Linked DNA regions of Sus scrofa: region 1 is linked to region 2. A link is a contact called in public Hi-C data. All regions are on one chromosome and are shown on one strand. The core of a region is the stretch at or near the end of the contact, and the rest is flanking DNA. Distances in the headings are between cores, read along the strand shown. Region 1 holds the start of CHAF1A (chromatin assembly factor 1 subunit A). Region 2 holds the start of UBXN6 (UBX domain-containing protein 6).

Evidence for each region. A called contact is a pair of places that touch in the nucleus more often than the background predicts.
Region 1: a Hi-C map of liver shows a contact between it and region 2, with 1.7 times the contacts expected there. The contact joins the promoter of CHAF1A here to the promoter of UBXN6 in region 2. A contact is called at or near these places in 1 of 5 promoter capture datasets (liver), 4 of 47 Hi-C or Micro-C datasets (heart right ventricle, liver and skeletal muscle) and 1 of 2 datasets of contacts at active chromatin or transcription factors (alveolar macrophages).

What each region holds. Positions count from the first base shown.
Region 1 is chr2:74,409,354-74,415,442 of Sscrofa11.1, reverse strand. CHAF1A (chromatin assembly factor 1 subunit A) reads left to right here and starts at 3,568. Exons shown (of 15, transcript XM_003123068.4): 1 at 3,568-3,835. The coding sequence starts at 3,784. SH3GL1 (endophilin-A2) reads right to left here and starts at 990. Exons shown (of 10, transcript XM_003123066.4): 1 at 753-990. The coding sequence starts at 797. It overlaps LOC106509455 (a long non-coding RNA gene), which reads right to left and starts at 745. Exons shown (of 2, transcript XR_001307018.2): 1 at 1-745.
Region 2 is chr2:74,354,768-74,361,502 of Sscrofa11.1, reverse strand. UBXN6 (UBX domain-containing protein 6) reads right to left here and starts at 3,981. Exons shown (of 11, transcript XM_003123069.4): 1 at 3,861-3,981. It overlaps HDGFL2 (hepatoma-derived growth factor-related protein 2), which reads left to right and starts at 4,466. Exons shown (of 16, transcript XM_005661325.3): 1 at 4,466-4,636. The coding sequence starts at 4,565.

The DNA.
Region 1 (6,089 bases), core at 2,319-4,818, 54 kb before region 2:
TCGGGGCCAGGGATGCTACTGAACTCCCCAGACTGCCCAGGACTGCCACCACAACAGAGGATGATCTGAAGTGGAGAATTCTGTTTCTTGTGTGATCCCCAAAACACATTTAATTAAAAAACACCAAGAACATGGGTCTATGTAGACTATGTTACCACTGCTTGTGTATTTTTAAAGGAAAGGAGTACATTTATACACTTATCTTTTGTTATTGGTGACAGTCCCTGTCTCAGTGGAGAGGGGCTGGATGCCTGAGAGACTGAAGTGGGAGACCAACTTTTCAGTCTACCATTTCAACTTTGCAACGGGCCAACTGAAAAGGTTTTTTGTTTTTTAAAGACTCTAAACACAAAATTTCCCTGCCCTTGGGCTCTCTGGCAAGAGTCCTGTGTCGACAGCCTCGGGACTGCTTCCCCTTCTATCCCTTCCCCCTCCCTGCCCTTTCAGAGGGGAGGACAGGAGGAGAGGGGTCCTCGTCCGGAGCCAACCTCTGGGAGCACTTCTGCTCCTCTTAAAGGTCTGCCCACTCTTCTCATGGAGACTGGAGTCCACATGGCGGGCAGGGCCTGGGCCACCTCGCACAAGACCTCATTCCTTCTGGGCTGTCCCCATCCTGCCGGGGGACACGTGCCAACGCCGCCCCTTCGGTGCCCCCAGTCTTCTCCCGAGCCAAGACCAAGCCTGGCCTGGTCTGGCCCAGCTCCGAACAGCGTGGGGCCCGAAGTTCACCCCCTGCCTCGGCCTCTGCTCACCTGGCTCGCCTTGTAGAACTGCTTCTTCAGCCCGGCTACCGACATGCTGCCTCCTGACGTCGGGCCTCCAGCCCGGACCCAGCGAACCGGAGGGATCGCGCAAGCGACAGGCTCCCGGGCGCCGCCAACCCCCCGCGCGCCTCAGCGGGCCCCTACGGCACCGCCTCCGCCGTCCCCTCGCCAGCTCCGCGCCCGCCCCGGCACCGCCTCAGCCCTTTGCGCGCTCGCGCGGCCAGGATATTACATGGCAACCGCACACTTCCGGTGCCGGCCTCCGCGCGCGCGCCCGCGCTGCCCCGGCCCCATATGCGCACGCGCGCCCCCTGCCGGCCGGGTGGCGCAAGCGCGCTCCTACTACCGCAGAGGCCTCCTCGGTCAGTGAGTGGGCCCAGGCAAGCCTACAGGAGGAGCCTTAGCGACTGCAGCGTCCCCTGGACTCCCGGAGGTGGGCCTGACTTCTTAAGAAAGGCGGTTAGACCTTTCTGCAGAGAGGGAGGTCAAGGGACAAGTAGAACTCCAGAAGCTAAGTTTACAGAACTTTGGATGCCTGTTCACTAATCTCAGCTATAGCCAGTTCTTCTGTGCGTCTAGTACCTTCCACCATCATCGCGTCCTGCCCAGTGTTCATCTATTCAGTTGCCCAAGTCAGACATCAGGGTATCTCTTGTACCTCCTTTCCACTATCCCACCCCCAACTCTCTTCTCTGCCCTGATCAGACCATTCCACCAGCCTCCTCTCTGATGTGCCCACCTTCAGGTTCTTGCCTCCAATTCATTGCCTACAAGGCAACCAGAAAGATGCTTCTATGACACAATTCAGATCACATCAGCCCTCTGTTTAAAGTCCACCTACTGGCCTTAGAATACACTACCAATTTCCTAGGATGGCCTACAAAGCTTGCATAATTTGGCCCCCATCATCTTTTCTGGGTTTTTGTTTTTGTTTTGTTTTGTTTTTTAGGGCCACGCCTGTGGCATATGGAGGTTCCCAGGCTAGGGGTCTAATCGGAGCTGTAGCTGTGGACCTATGCCACAGCCCATGGCAAAGCCGGATCCTTAACCCACCAAGCCAGGCCAGGGATTGAACCTGCAACCTCACGGTTCCTAGTCGGATTCATTTCTGCTGTGCCATGATGGGAACTCCCCCATCACCTTTTCTGATTTCAGCTGTCTTCATCTATAATCCATGTGTTTTGCTAACATTGTTCCTCTCTTGCATATTCTTCCCCAATCTTTTCCCTTTTCCTTGTGCCTAAGAGGACTCTTTGCAATGGCACCTCCTCCAGGAAGCCTTCTCAGATTGATAAATGTTTACTGATATTGACTTTTTTAACCAACTGTTATTTTATTGAATGAAGTGGAAATTAATAGTGAATTGAAGTGAATAAATGAATCCAAAAAGAAGAATAATAAAATGACCAGAGCTAAAGTGCTTGCAATTTCATTTCCAAAATCTCTGACAGAGTTGAGTGCTTTTGTAAAGCAGAGGATTGCTAGAAGTTTCCAAGTGCCTCAATGGTAGGTCCTGGGCTAGATTAGAGGATTGCTTCGCAATAGGCAGGCTCCAACCTCTTTCCCCAAGATCCTGATGAGGCTATTATTAATAGTTTGAAATTTTTTCCATGTGATTCTGATGGGCATCCTGAAGGGTGATGCACTAGTCTCAATCATTTCAGATGTCAGAATGTTAGAGAAGGAAGGGAAAACATCCTAATGGTTCAGAGGGAGAAACTGAGGTCTTGAGTAAGACACGACTTACTTGCCTAAAGCGATGTCCTCGAATTTCCTATTTTTCCACATGATTTACAACAATCATACTGATTTAATTATCCAATTTACAGGATAAATAGAATTCCAAAATTGGGCTAAATTTTACTATTCTCACTTCTGCTCTGCTTGAGCGATAAATAGATGCTGAAGAAAACCTGTTCTAAGGCTCACAGACTGATTCTGAAGGTCTCTGTTCTGTGAGAGGCTTTTAATTTATCCGGTCACAGTTTAATCAAATGGTATTTAATGTATTCACTCATATATATATATTGGGTACCTACTACTGCGTAAGTCATCAATAGGTCCTGAGGATACCATGATAAATGATTTTTGCCTTCATGGAGCTAATGATAAAAACAGGAATTAATTCATTAACCAATAACACGCTAATAAATAAACACAAGGTGTAATTATTCCAAGAAAAATGACTGTGTTGTAGGAACTTCATGTTGTTGGGGTAGGGGAGAAAAGGCTTCTCTGGGGTTTTGATCTAAGATCTGAAAGTTAGGTAAAAATCAACCAGGAAAAGAGCTGAGGAAAGAGTGTTCCAGGCGAAGAAACAGCCTATGCAAAACCCTGAGGGATTAAACCAGAAACATTCATTTCATTCGTTCCCTCTGAATATATTCACTGCATCTCAAATGCTTCTGAAGCGATGCCTAGAGTTTATTTATTCTATTTTTATTATTCGTATTAAAAGAGTTCATAATTTTAATTTCTGTTGCTATGTGTGCAGCCTATATCCAATTACGACTTAAAAAAACTTCAGTCTTCAGCTAAATCGCAGTTTCAGGCTGTCTCTGGTGCCCTGTGTAAAGCGTTTTGTCACGACGTAGGAACCTGGCCCTTCCTCCTCCCACTCCCCACCCACATACCCCAGCAATCAACCAATAACAGTGTCGATTCTCAGATTGATATCACCCTCCCCCAATCACAGGGCACATGTTCACCGCCAATGACAGGCTGCCGAGGGGGACACCCCGCCCTCAGCGGGAATATCAATAGGGGAGCCCTGGGAGTAATGGAAGCCTCGGCTCTCGCGAGGATTCTCCCGGAGCACCCCTCTTCCCGAGGAAGCGCGTCACGTGATGCGGCCTCACCCAATCGGCGCATCGGCCGCGGGGGTCGCCGCGGTTCCCGCCAAATACGAGCGCGGCGGCCGCGGTAGCAGCGGCGCGGGCGGGAGGGCGAGCAGCAGCGGCCGCCTCAGCGGAGCCCGCGCCTCCTCCGCCTGAGGGGAGTTCGAGACGCTGCCGGGACAATGCTGGAGGAGCCGGAGTGCGGGGCGCCAGGCGCCCGGGGAGCCGCTGCAGGTCGGTTCCGGCACGCGCGGAGGGGAAGGGGGGGCGCGGCGTGCGGCCTGTGAGGGCCGAGGCGGCAGTTGGGGGCGGACGGGCCTCCAGTCCCGGGCCCTCTCCTCGGCTCCTCGCGTTCGGTCCGTGGAGCTTACAGTCCCAAGGAAGGGCCTTGGGACTCAAAGGGCGCTCTTCTTGACGTTATTGTAGCCGCGACCATTTTCTCCCGGCGCTTTTGCCGTCAGTTCGCCCTTCCAGGGCGCTCTGCGGTGACGGGTGTGTGTGGCCAGGAGGGGAAACGGAGGCCCAGAGAGGCGAAAAAGCCGGCTTTGGAAGTTACCGAGTGCGTTTGTGTCCCTTGATAAGTTGGACGCTGCAGCGGCCCCAAAACTGGGTGGAGAAACGGAGGTCCAGGGTCACAAGGGCTCGGGGACCAGAACAGTTGCGTCTGCGGGTCAGGGCAAGCCCAGGTAAGAGGCCCGGATGATAAGGGTCCCGGGTTCTTGATGCTGCCGACCTGTCTTTCTCCTTACTCTGTCTTGGGAGGGGGCTTTCTGGCAGGCCCTCAAGATGGGGGGTGGTGAACCACGGAAGACCAGACGACTTGACTCCTTTTACCCCCAGCACTTGGCAAAATGCTTGGCATGTAGTAGCTGCTCAATAAATGTGGGTTGTTTGAATGAAGGGTTGGCAGGGACCTCAACTAGACTAGTCCAGGGTTTCTCAATCTCAGCACTATTGACATTTGGGGCCGTCCTGTGCATTGTAGGGTGTCTAGCAGCATCCCTGGTCTCCACCCATTAGATCTCAGTAGCAACACTTCCTTCCTAGTTGTGACAATAATGTATCCTAGGCACTGTCAAGGGGCCCCCTAATTGAGAACCACTGTGCTAATTGTTTCCAGACTTTGGGATTTTAAATAGACATAGAATTTATGAAATAAAGTTGGGACCGATTGTCATGGACAGTCATTTGACCGAGTAAGGGTCAATTAAATGGTTAATTAGAAAATTTTAAAAGCACCATCTGTTATGATCATAATACCATAAAAGAGAAAGATGTCTTAATGCTAAATAAAACTAGAAAGAAAATAATTTCAATAAAGAGCAGTGGTAAGTTTATATACACAAATGTGTTAATTGTTATGTATATGTTTGAACAAGCCGCGTCCCTAGATGAGATCCATTTTACATCGACCTGAGGTTGCTTCTGGGCCCAGGTCACTTTTGCTGCACTTGCATTAAAGCTGGTGACTCAGGGACATGCCAATAAATCCTGCAGTTAAACTAAAAATAAATTTAAATTTAAGTGGCTAAGTTAATGTATCCTTTAGCTAGCAGTGGGAAGGTTTTGTTTGTTTGTTTGTTTTTGGTAACTGAAAACTTGAGAATGATATCTTGAAATGGGTGGAGAGGATATGTGAGTCTTCTGGGTACCTTTCTTATATTCCAAGCTTGGAAAGGGGATAGGGCAGCTTCATCTAACGGACAGTTGAGTTTTTAGAAAGCCCCAATCTGCTTTTTAAAAGTACTCATATACATATATATATATATATATATATATATATATATATATATATACACACATACACACACACACACACACACACACATACACACACACTACACATATATATTTTAACTTATATTGGCCAGAATAACTAAATTAGACTTTTCTAAGCCAAATCTAGCAGTTGTCAGCTTCTAAATTTATTCTAGCCATTTCAAGATACCTATCCAAAGATTTGTCTCTATTATGTGCATTTCCCCATCAGCTTTGATATTGTTAGATACTTTTTTTCCGAAGTGTGTGTGTGCAGGAAAACATTCCCCTTGTCATTTCCTTTTTTTTTCCTTCTCTTTACGGCCGCACCTGCCACACATGGAAGTTCCTGGGCCAGGGGTTGAATTGGCGATGCGGCTGGGACCTACACCATGAGCACGGAAACATGGATCCAAGCCGCATCTGGCTCTGTAACCCCCTGAGCGAGACCCAGGGATCAAACTTGCATCCTCACAGAGACAACATGGGTCCTTAACCCACACCTGTGGCATAGAGAAGTTCCCAGCTGCTGGCCTACACCACAGCCACAGCAATGCAGGATCTGAGCCATGTCTGCAACACGACCTACACCACAGCTCACGGCAACGTTTGTTCCTTAACCCACTGAGTGAGGCCAGGGATCCTACTGCATCCTCATGAATACTAATTGTGTTTGTTACCTCTAAGCCACAACGGGAACTCCTCCTTGTCATTTCTTGACAGTACTTTA
Region 2 (6,735 bases), core at 2,732-5,231:
GGCCACGCCCATAGCATGGGGAAGTTCTAGGGCCAGGGATCAAACTGGCACCACAGCAGCAACCAAAGCCGCTGAAGTGACAATGCTGGATCCCTAACCTACTGATCCACAGGGGGACTCCAAGGTAAGCACATTTTAAAAATAAGTTGCTGGGAGTTCCCATCGTGGCTTGGCGGTCCCAACTAACATCCATGAGGACATGGGTTCAATCCCTGGATTTGCTCAGTTGGTTAAGGATCATTTCCGCTGAGCCACGATGGAATTCCTGTGGGGTCCATACTTTTAATCTCTGCAGTCAGCAGAATAGTGCACCTTAAAGATGACCACGTTCTGGAGTCCCCGTCGTGGCACAGTGGTTAACGAATCCGACTAGGTACCATGAGGTTGCAGGTTCAATCCCTGGCCTTGCTCATTGGGTTAAGGATCCGGCATTGCCATGAGCTGTGGTATAGGTCCCAGACACGGCTCAGATCCCACATTGCTGTGACTTTGGCATAGGCTGGCAGTAACAGCTCTGATTAGACCCCTAGCCTGGGAACCTCCATATGCCGCAGGAGCAGCCCTAGAAAAGGCAAAAAGAAAAAAAAAAAAAAAAGAAAATCATAGGATTGAAAGCTGATGGCCCAGGCAATAACTGGAGATCAAGCCTGCAGCACACAGTAGGTACTTAGGTTACCTGCTGATTAGTAGGGGATGTTTCTTTTTTTGCTTTTTAGGGCAGAACCCACAGCATATGGAGGTTCCCAGGCTAGGGGTTGAATGGGAGCTACAGGTGCCGGCCTACACTACAGCCACAGCAACACTGGATCCTTAACCCACTGAGTGAGGCCAGGGATCAAACCCGCAACCTCATGGTTACTAGTCTGATTCTTTTCTGCTGCACCACAACGGGAACTCCTGGTAGGGGATGTTTCATGCAGTTCTAGGTGGAGAATGAGATAGCAACTTCCCTAGTTTGTTACCTACTCTGGTCAAGTAGTAGGTCCTATCACAAGGAGGGGACAGGAAGCAATGTCATCTCCCTAGGTAATGACTAATGGCTCAACTATTGGCTTCACTGGCCTCTGATTTGGTGGGAATGTGTGGATCCTCTCCTCTTCCTGCCCAGCCTGCCACTTTGGGGACCCTCCTGTCCCACTTGGTGAATTCTGTCCTCTGGCTTCCAAAAGAACTTGATCTTTGTTCAGCTGCTCAACATGGAGCAGCCAGGTTTTCTGCACTGGTTCAGGTCTGGGGGAAAAGAAGTTTGTGCTGAATCAGGAGGGCCCTGGAGATGGGGACCTGCAGAAATGGTTGTTGTTTTTTTTTTTTTTCCCTGTGCCTACAGAATGGGGAGATTCCTGGGGCAGGGATGGAACCTGCACCTCAGCAGTGACCCAACCCATTGCAATGACAATGATGGATCCTTAGCCTGATGTGCCAAAAGAGAATTCCTAGAAGTGGCATTCTTGCCCTCAGACTGACTGAACGTATGACCTCAGGCAAGCAGGTCCCTCTTTGGGCCTCAGGGTCCCCATTTGTACTCTGGCCTAGTCTAGACTCCTCTGCACCAACTTCCTTGATTATGGTGCAACTTCTACCCCAATGTGAGGGAGACCAGTTATTAGTAAAGAAAAATACGGGGAGTTCTCACTGTGGCGTAATGGGATCAGTGGCATCTTGGGAGCACTGGGACAAAAGTTCCATCCCCAGGTTGTCAGAGTGGGTTAAAGTGGCTTGGGTCCTGACTGTGGCTTGGATCTGATCTCTGGCTGGGGAACTCCATATGTCTCTGGGTAGCCAAAAAAAAAAAAAAAAACCCAAAAATGGAATGCCCAGTTAGATCCAAATTTTAGATCCAAATACTTTACTGTTTATATATATGACTTATTGTTTAATTTACTGTTTGTATATATAATTAAAATTGACAATCTTAATTTTTTTTTCCATTTTGGGGCCACACCCTCAGCATATATGGGGGTTCCCAGGCTAGGGGTCCAATCAGGGCAATGGCTGCTGCCCTACGCGACAGCCATAGCAATACTGGATTGTTAACTCACTGAGCGAGGCCAGGGATCGAACCCGCACCTCATAGTTCCTAGTCGGATTTATTTCCGCTGCACCATGACGGGAACTCTGGTTCTATAAGTTTTGTTTTTTTGTTTTTGTTTTTTGTCTTTTTTGTTGTTGTTGTTGTTGTTGTTGTTGCTATTTCTTGGGCCGCTCCCATGGCATATGGAGGTTCCCAGGCTAGGGGTCCAATTGGAGCTGTAGCCACCGGCCTACGCCAGAGCCACAGCAACATGGGATCCGAGCCGCGTCTGCAACCTACACCACAGCTCACGGCAACGCCGGATCGTTAACCCACTGAGCAAAGGGCAGGGACCGAACCCGTAACCTCATGGTTCCTAGTCGGATTCGTTAACCACTGCACCATGACGGGAACTCCCCTGGTTCTATAAGTTTTGATATCGATGTTTGCTTTTATTTCTCTTGGATAGACACCTGGTTGGAATTACTGGCTCATATGGTAAGTGTCGGTTTAACTTTGGAAAAAAGAAAGAAAACTCGTCTTTTTGAGATAGATTTCACATGCTTAGGGATGTTTCTTGAAACTAAAGTATTATATCTGTACCCTGGGATCAAATCCCTCCATTTTTTTCATAAAGTTTTTTTGTTTGTTTGTTTGTTTGTTTTTTGTCTTGAGGGCTGCAACCAAGGCATATGAAGCTCCCAGGCTAGGGGTAGAATCGGAGCTATAGCTGCCAGCCTACGTCAGAGCCATAGCAACACCAGATCCAAGTCGCGTCTGAGACCTACACCACAGCTCATGGCAACGCTGGATCCTTAACCCACTGAGCGAGGCCAGGGATCAAACCCACAACCTCAAGGTTCCTAGTCGGGTTGGTTTCTGCTGCGCCTCCAAGGGAACAAATAAAGTTAAAATAAAACCCAAACAGGCCATCGATATTCACAAGGCATACAATAGGATCCTTCTGCCCCAAATGCCCTTCCAGCACCCACTGGTCTAATCATCTTTGACCTCTGGTTAAACTATTTCTTCAGGAGTTCTCGTCGTGGCGCAGTGGTTAACGAATCCGACTAGGAACCATGAGGTTGCAGGTTCGGTCCCTGCCCTTGCTCAGTGGGTTAACGATCCGGCGTTGCCGTGAGCTGTGGTGTAGGTTGCAGATGCGGCTCGGATCCCGCGTTGCTGTGGCTCTAGCGTAGGCCAGTGGCTACAGCTCCGATTGGACCCCTAGCCTGGGAACCTCCATATGCCGCAGGAACGGCCCAAGAAATAGCAAAAAGACAAAAAAACAAAACAAAAAAAACCTATTTCTTCAGAGAAAAACCTATTGGTTCCCCAGGATAGGGAAAGTTTCCGCCATTACTCAGCTCTTTCTCAAGAACTCTATTTTACTTTTGAGTTATTTAGAAAGAAATGAACATTTCCTTGCCCTGCTAGACACTGAATTCTCAAAAGCAGGGTTAATAGCACTTAGTGCTTCAAGTACTTCCTACTGCCAGGCACAGTTTCCGGAGCCTTAGGGGTGGTGATGTCATTTAATCTTCACATAGGATCCCTACCATTATGAATCCCATTTTACAGATGGGGATACTGAAGCAGAGATTATAGTAATTTACAGTAACTTATCCATGGCAGTGCTCAATACATTTTTCTCCACTGAATTACTATGTATATTGCATATTTTGTGGCTCTGGCACATGGCGCTCAATAAACTTGTCCTGAGTGAAGAAATAAGTGTTTCGTGCCCTTTTTTTTGGCTATTTTTCCTCAGAACCCCCCATACCTCCCGCCTCTACCCAAGCCCCACCCTCTCAAGCCTGCAACGGCGCGTCCCTATTTTGAGTTGAACCTTGTCTCACGATATCCAATGGTGGACAGGTGCTTCAGCTCCTCCTCCTGTGATAGCCAATGCCCACTCTCTACCTTGAGCCGCTTCTCTCGTGGTATCCAATGGCCTGCAGATCTATATTAAGCCCCTCCTCAGGGTACCGGGAGGCTACCAATGACCCTCCCTTTACATTGATTGGGCCTTCTTTCCTATGATATCCAATAGCATGCTGGCTACTTAAGGCTCCTCCTCCTATGGCCGTCTAATGCCCTCCCCGCTACCCTATACCCCGCCCTAAACGACTCTGGCTGCCCGCTTCTTCACTTGCTGTCCGCCTGTTTCCCTCCTCCCACCTTTCCTCTTTCACCTCCCATAACCTCCGTCCCCTCCCATTAGGCCTCCACGTCACGCCCCCTTGCCTGTATCCGTTATCCAATCCCGTTAACTTGCTCTGCTCCAACCCCTCTTCTTATTGGTCCCCATGCTCCTCTATCCCCGCACGTGGTCCTGAGCGACGGCGTCGCCCACCCCTGATGGTCGGAGGGCGGGACTTCCGGCGGCAGACAAGCCAATAAACACGCTCCGACTCGCTAACCAGGCCGCCGCCCCCGCCCCTTCGGCGCCCTGCTCCCGCCCCCAGCTTCGCCTCCCGCTGCCGCCGCCTCCGCCGCAGCCGCTGTCGCCGCCGCTGCCGCTTCCCGCGGCCTGGGCCTCTCGCCGCCAGCATGCCGCACGCCTTCAAGCCCGGGGACTTGGTGTTCGCCAAGATGAAGGGCTACCCTCACTGGCCCGCCCGGGTGAGGCCGCGCGGGAGATTGGCCAGGCGACAGGGGGGTGGGGGGTGGGGCAGTAAGGGGCCCCAGGCCTGAGGGACCCGCGCGCCGGGGGTCTGGGAGTACCCCTCCTTGAGGAACCCGCTTGCCAGGAGTTTGGAGGCACCCAGGCCTGGGGTACTCGCGTGCCTGCAGGTTGGGGGTCCCTAGCCTGAGGGATTCTCCCGCGTGAGGTATGGGGGAACTTGGGCCTGGATGTCTGAGGGTCCCATGCCTGAGGGACGCACCTGCCGGGAGTTTTATGGGGACCTGGGCTTGAGGGGCCCGGGCGCCGGGGCTGTCGAGGGCGCTGAGATTAGGGGACCCTCTGGGGGCTCCCAGAGCCGAGGTATATGGGTTGAGGGACTTGGGGTCTCAGGGCTCAGGGTTTAAGTTTGAAGGAGGTCGGTAGCTATGACTGGAGCTGAAGAACCTTGGATTTGAGGAGAAGGCTCAAACTGATGAGAAGGAGGTGCTCTGGACCTCTTTGGGGGGGCAACAAGAAGCCAAATTCTGAGGGCCTGGGGGTCGAGGTGGGCCTAGGGTAAGGGTTCCAGTAATGGAGAAAAGTAGAAGTTCGAGGTTGAGAGATGCTCAGGAGGGTCAGGGCCGGAAATAGGGCTGGGGGCTATATTCACAAGGTCGCTGGAGCTAAGAGGACTCTGTCTGAAAATGTGGGACATCAGAGACCAGAGGTTGGAATAAGACTTGTTTGGGGGTGTCCTGGAGACTAGGTGTCTTGTGAGGAGGCTGGCCCTGGTGGAGGAAGCTGGTTGGGTCACAGGGTGGAGGGAGGGCTTGGGGGGAGTGATGCTTGAATCAGAGACAAGCCACTGGGACTTCAGCTGGAAAGAGAAGAGTATCTGAGGGAGGGGACTGGGCCAAGGGGACTTTGGAAATCCCCTTTGAGGAAGCTGGCATCCAGAGGACTCACATGAGGGGTCCAGGTCTGAAGGACATCTTGAGAAGGAGTCTCATCTGCAGAGGGGAGTCTCATCTCCAGGCGGTGTCTCTGGGGCAGCCCAGTGTGGAGGAGGGGCCAAGAGGTGGTTGTCATCTCCAGGTCCCAGGCAACCCAGGACTGAGGTTGGTGGAATATACATGGTAGGACTGAAGGAGTTTGGGGGGTGGGAACCCCAGGCTGCAGTAGAGCATGAGGGACAGTAGAAGGACGAAGCTGAAAATTTGATTAGAACAGAAGAACAGTAATTGCCTGGGCCATACTATGGGGTGGCTGGAGAGTTCAGTCTCACTCCCTGCCAGACCCTCCCTCCCTCTGGGTGGAAGTAAGCAGAAGGGCACCGCTCAGAGCTGGGTGTTTGTTTGAAGAGAGGCCGCCGCAGGATTCCAGGAGTGGGCCTGGGGACTGCTAACCAGGCAGCCCTGAGAACAGTCCACATCTGGTGCCGCCACTAGGATATCTGGGCCTCAGGCTCAGAGGCGGGTCCTGGGTGAGGTCTGAGCAGAACCAGGTCTGGAAGACATGGCAGGCTGGTCCTCAGGGTGATGGAGTTTGGGGATGCTTCTGTGCAGGAGTGGGATGCTTGGGATGGATGTCTGCAGCCCAGAGCCCAAGGACTTTGAAAAGTAGCCCAGAGAACTGAGGAAGGAAGCTGGGGGGGGGGGGAAGGCAAGATTCCAGCAGCCCCCAGGCTTTACAGAGCATGGGAAGGAAGTAATGGGGACCAGAGAACCCACTCTAACTTGATTTGCTTGGGCTTACTTTCTTGGGGGCACCGGAGTGATAAAACTTTATGGGCACTTCCCTTCCTCCCAGAGTACCAGCTTCTCCCTCTCCGTCCCCCCTCCTCCTGCCGGCTCTCTAAGCCCAGAACACTTCCAAGCACCTGATTGGAAGTGAAGGGGCTGCTAGCCTCCTGTAGGGGGGTGATTGACAGCTGCCGGAGCCCATGGGCCTATAGGGAGAGGGTGGGACTTCCTGGATGCTCTGGGCCTGTCTCCTGCAGCCCACCCCCCACCCTCTGCATCCTTGGAGCTGCCAGCTGCTGCCTCTGGGAGAGCGATCCCCTCACTGATGGCCTCTTTGCGGGTGGGGGTCCCGTGGGAGTGTCCTAGGAGTTCGT